2 separate regions of the Xenopus laevis genome follow, and region 1 is linked to region 2. The links are chromatin contacts, called in public Hi-C maps. All regions are on one chromosome and are shown on one strand. The core of a region is the stretch at or near the end of the contact, and the rest is flanking DNA. Distances in the headings are between cores, read along the strand shown.

What was found. A called contact is a pair of places that touch in the nucleus more often than the background predicts.
Region 1: a Hi-C map of the XL177 cell line shows a contact between it and region 2, with 4 times the contacts expected there. The contact joins the promoter of tiparp.S here to the enhancer-like site in region 2. A contact is called at or near these places in 2 of 4 Hi-C or Micro-C datasets (the XL177 cell line and the XTC cell line).

What each region holds. Positions count from the first base shown.
Region 1 is chr5S:103,829,382-103,832,338 of Xenopus_laevis_v10.1, forward strand. tiparp.S (protein mono-ADP-ribosyltransferase TIPARP) reads right to left here and starts at 1,696. Exons shown (of 6, transcript XM_018265740.2): 1 at 1,540-1,696.
Region 2 is chr5S:103,599,897-103,602,672 of Xenopus_laevis_v10.1, forward strand. No RefSeq gene overlaps it. Among protein-coding and RNA genes, the nearest start is that of ccnl1.S, 43 kb to the left of the region's middle. Within about 2 kb of position 1,450, at least 1 of the 7 cell types and tissues checked has an H3K27ac peak or open chromatin away from gene starts, as enhancers often do.

The sequences.
Region 1 (2,957 bases), core at 446-2,945, 230 kb after region 2:
ATGGCAATGGAAATATATACATAAAGAAAGGTCATCTAACCCCATGTTATTAGGGTGATAATGATCCAGTGATGGATTTCCTCTTTAAGGTCTAAAATATGGCCAGAGTGGGACTATTATCTCCCTAAATTACATTGATTGATGTTGCTGCATCCGAATGAATGTGTATATATCTCCTGTAAATGGAGAAGAAATACAATTGGACTGTGAGAAACAGGTGCACTTTAACATTGAATACAATGGACACTTTCAGGAATGCAAACTTGGGGCCATTCACCTTTCAATGGCACTATATAAATAAAAACATCTATACATGCATACATACAGCTCCCTGCCTTCCCCCTAAATCCTCCAAGCCAAAGCAATGTAGAGATCTGTAGTTCTCTTCAGCTGGTGGGCTGGATGTTTGACATTCTGTCGGCCTATTGTGTCTTCAAGTATCCGAGTACGTGCGATTTACCAAGTGGGATTAGGGCAGACAAGGAATGTGTTGAGCGGGGAGGGAACAGGCAAAGCGGGGATCATAAGACTCCATTTGCTCTAGTTGATAGCAGTGGCGGTTGGAAATGAGCTTCTAATTACAAAACAAAGGAGGCAAATGGTGCAGTATCACACTAGGCATGGAAATCATTTAATTACACCCAGTGATCTCTAGCTAGCACTATAAAATTAGTGCTTATCTCTTTTATTATCTGTACAATAAACTTCGAAGCTGGAGTTGGACCTGCTGACCATCTGCAACACTGTCTTAAAAAACAGGGGCTCTTCCCCAATTGCCTTAGAGCACATTCCCATATGCCTAAGTAAAGTTTGACATCATTAAAGGGGAACTTACCCTAAACCCTCTTTTTAACAGGATTACCATTATTTGTAACTGCAATAGCAGTTGAAAACGGTGTTTATCCCTTTCTGTTTTTCCGGTTCTGACTCCTGAAACAATGTAACAGAACAGTTTTCCTCCGGGTCTATTAAAATCAGCTGGGCTCTGGCGCAGAGAATAGAAACAGCCAGGAGCAAATATACAGATCACTATAGAAATGTTGAAATACATGAATATTGGGCAGTTGCTTAGAATGAGATTTCCATTCAATTAAGCAGGTTTGGCTAGAGAACCCCCTTTTAGGCATTATTATTGAACTTCAACTCAGCCCCTGAGTGAGCAGAAGGAAAGTCAGAAAGGTGTGGGCCCTGGTCCTACTGCTCACTGTCTAATGTCAAGCAACTATTCCGCATAATAAGTGGACCCGAGCGAATCCCTTTGTTCTGGGTGAAGATCACCAGCGGTTGCCCATAACCAATGGAAGAGGGAGAGCTCGGGGCCAAAGAACAAGGGGCAGGGGCGCAACCTGTGGATCAGGACCAGGGGGTAGAAGATCAATTTCTTTATGAAACTTGCCAGGACATTCCGTTTCCATGCAGCAGATTCCTTTAGATCCCAGGTAAGTCCACAACTTGATATAATCACACTACGCGGAGGGGCTTCAGGCGGGGGAGCTGTCCATACACCGCTGAACTAACCGAAGGCAAAGAGACACTTACCCGCCAGTGCCGGGGCCAGGCTGAGTTCCTTGTCCCCTGGCTGAGCCTCTGTTCTACAGGGAGGTGGGAGGGATTCCTAGCCCCGCTCTCGCCTGCTGCTCCCTACGTGACAAGCTTCCCATTACAGCAGCTCAAGTCCAGTCCTGATCCCTCACGTGGAACATTATTAAATATCTCCTGCCGCAAGCCACGCCCACACGAGGCTGCACGACTCAAGAGAGGAGCATAAGGGGAGCAGGAGGAGACACTCTCCATTGAGCCGCGGGACAGCCTGTATTACTGTACTTCCTCCTGGAGCTTATACTGCCATCTGCTGGACACTGTCTCACCTGCACGATACTTTCATTCATAGGCTCTGTATATGCTGCACTGAGCTGCTTGTGTCCGAGGGTTGCCAGGTTGGCTGTTTTCCAGCCAAATTGGGCTACTAATTTAAAGCCCAGGCGGGTTTTGAAAATACAAAATAGCCAATGTACGGATGTAGGCTACTTTTTGGCTGGTTTGTACTTTGGAAACCAGCCAAAGTTTTTTCTTGCTCTAATGTGCCAAGCTTGTGTCTCCCTCCCAATGCATGTTGGGTAATGTTTTTTGTCTAACAATTTGCCAACTGCCAAGTATAATGTAAGACTACAATACCCAGCATGCAATGGGACTGACTTCTGTAGAAGTCGGGAGTTACCAGACTTTGGGCTCCGTCCCTCTTAAGCATTCTCACGTTTTCCAGTGACTTTCCTCAATTTCAGACAACTTTGGGACGAAAATCTGCTGGCCACCAAAATGTCTAGAGGTTGACCTGTTATACCAATATATATTGAAATTGTATGGGGCCCCTATACCTCCTGGGCCCCCCTCTGTAGTTATGCCCCTGGTGACGGGCTAATCTGTCCCATTTTGCTTCATGGGAAACAGGGAAAATTTTAAAAAGGTGTTTTTTAACATAAATTATTTTTTAGAATTTTTTCACTGCAAAAATTGTGCTATTTTTGGGCTACTGTTGAAGTGCCTCTCGGCTGGTTTTGGGCTGGTTTTGAAAATTAGACCTGGCAACCCTGTTAATGGGTCCTCACTCTACTTCCGTCTGTAAGCTCTTCTGACAAATTTATTTGTAAGTTGTTATGACTTGCCTTTGTATCACCCTACTATACAGACTATGTTCAGGATGTGACCTACTTTATATACATGATGTCATTCTTCAGTTTTGATTCAAACATGCATTTTTTTTCTTTACCTTTGTTTTCTCTATTTCTGAGCTCAGTACAACTATTACTATTCCACTACTTCCAATAGGGTGTATTGCTCTGCCAGATCCATTTCTATTACATCAATAATAATTAGGGATGCCCCGAATCCAGGATTCAGTCCGGGATTCGGCCTTTTTCCAGCAGGATTCGAATTCGGTTGAATCCTTCTGCCGGGCC
Region 2 (2,776 bases), core at 200-2,699:
GATAGTACAGAACATCACAGAGTTTCCATAGGAATCAATGCGAAGGCACTTTGCCATCTTCTCCATTGAACAAAAGAGAACAAAAAACAATCTAGTTCTGCACCCTAGCTCTTATTATATATGTGCTCCTCTGGGATTCTTTGTGAGGGCCACTGGGATCAGGTGACTCAGATGCATGTATTTCCAGCAAGCGATAAAGTGGCATTTTTGCCTGGGCAGTTGCAATGGTGATTAGGCTGAACCATTCTTGTGCAGGGAAGTAGTTTGCCCTGGATTCAGGCTGCAGTGCATGCAGAGACATTTTAAAGAGACCCCAGTGAACCCTGAATGTGTAGCAGGTTCTAAAATAAATGCAAAGTTGCTGCTTGAGGGATAGGGTATGTATTTGGATAGGGGAAGGCTGGTGGCTGCTGTTGTAATAACAATAGGGGAAGTTTGGGAAGCCACTGCTAGAGCAGCCGACCACAACCTCTTTATTCAGGAACGAGCTATCAATCTCACGCCAACCTCACGCTGCCATTAAAGAGAACCTACATTTATTTGCTTTGTTTTGCCTCAGTCTGGAAATGATTCCCACTCATGTACCAATGAGATCTGTATATATTCACATTGCCCATCCATTACTGATACAAAGGGGTTATGTAGTATCATTCCCAGTAGGCCAAGTGTTTTTTATAAATAAAGACCCATTGTGAGATGAATGAATGGCTGAGCAGGGACAGAATTTTCCCATTACAGATATCAGGTATTTTAGGCAAAAGCAACATCAGGCAGCCCTAGTGTGCAGCACAAGAGAGAAATTGTTTACCTTGTAAATGTATTGCTCTGAATCCTATAAAGCAAGATGGTGTATTGATTTGAACCCTATATAGCATAATATTGCTCTGAATCCAATAAAGCAAGATAGTGTATTGCTCTGAATCCTATAAAGCAAGTGAGTGTATTACTCTGAATGCTGTACATCAAGTGTAACTTGCACCAGAGGAAGAATCCTTGAGATCGGAAACATGTAGTGCTTCAATAAAACTACATTAATTTACTTTGAACTTTTCTTCATTCTAAATGATATTGCTCTGAATCCCATACAGCAACATAATGTATTGCTCTGAATCCAATAAAGCAAGAGAGTGTATTGCTCTGAATCCTATAAAGCAGGATAATGTATTGCTCTGAAACCCATATACTGTAGTGTGAGATGGTTTTACTCTGAATCATCAAGAGCAAGATAATGCATTGCTCTGAACCAGGGCCGGAACTAGGGGTAGGCAGAAGAGGCAGCTGCCTAGGGCACAACAATTGGGGGGTGCTGGGCAGCTGCCTCTTCTGCCTACCCCTAGACCAGACTCACCTGCTCACCAGACAGAACTTGTGCTCGAGAACGGCGCGCAACGTTGCGTGACATCACTGCGCAGGCAATGGGGGAAGCTGGGGCGAGCTTGCCGACTGGGTTGCCTAGGGCACCTGGCTGGCCTGATCAGCCTCTGCTCTGAACCCTATATAGCATGAGAGGGTATTGCTTGGAATCCTATAAAGCAAGTGAGTGCATTGCTCTGAATCAAATAAAGCAAGATAGTATATTGCTCTGAATACTATAAAGCAAGTGAGTGTATTGCTCTGAATCCTATAAATCAAGATATTGTATTGCTCTGAACCCTATATAGCATGAGAGAGATTTGCTCTGAATCTTATAAAGCAAGTGAGTGTATTGCTCTGAATCCTATACAGCAACATAATGTATTGCTCTGAATCCAATAAAGCAAGAGAGTGTATTGCTCTGAATCCTATATTGCAAGATAATGTATTGCTCTGAAACCTATATAGCATGGGAGGGTATTGCTCTGAATCCTATAAAGCTAGTGAATGTATTGCTCTGAACCCTATAAAGCAACATAATGTATTGCTCTGAATCCAATTAAGCAAGATAGTATATTACTCTGAATACTATAAAGCAAGTGAGTGTATTACTCTGAATCCTATAAATCAAGATAATGTATTGCTCTGAATCTAATAAAGTGAGTGTATTGCTCTGAATCCTATACAGCAAGATAATGTATTGCTCTGAACCCTATATAGCATGAGAGGGAATTGCTCTGAATCTTATAAAGCAAGTGAGTGTATTGCTCTGAATCCTATACAGCAACATAATGTATTGCTCTGAATCCAATAAAGCAAGAGAGTGTATTGCTCTGAATCCTATATTGCAAGATAATGTATTGCTCTGAACCCTATATAGCATGAGAGGGTATTGCTCTGAATCCTATAAAGCAAGTGAATGTACTGCTCGGAACCCTATAAAGCAAGTGAATGTATTGCTCTGAACCCTATACAACAACATAATGTATTGCTCTGAATCCCATACAGCAGCATAATGTACAGTATTGCTCTGAATCCAATAAAGCAAGAGAGTGTATTGCTCTGAATCCTATAAATCAAGATAATGTATTGCTCTGAATCCTATAAATCAAGATAATGTATTGCTCTGAATCCTATAAATCAAGATAATGTATTGCTCTGAATCCAATAAAGCAAAAGAGTGTATTGCTCTGAATCCTTTAAAGCAAGATAATGTATTGCTCTGAATCCTATATAGCATGAGACGGTATTGCTCTGAATCATATTAACCAAGATAAAATGTATTGCTCTGAACCCTATATAGCATGAAAGGGCATTGCTTAGAATCCTATAAAGTAAGTGGGTGTATTGCTCTGAGTCCTATAAATCAAGATAATGTATTGCTCTGAATCTAATAAAGCAAGATTGTGTATTGCTCTGAATC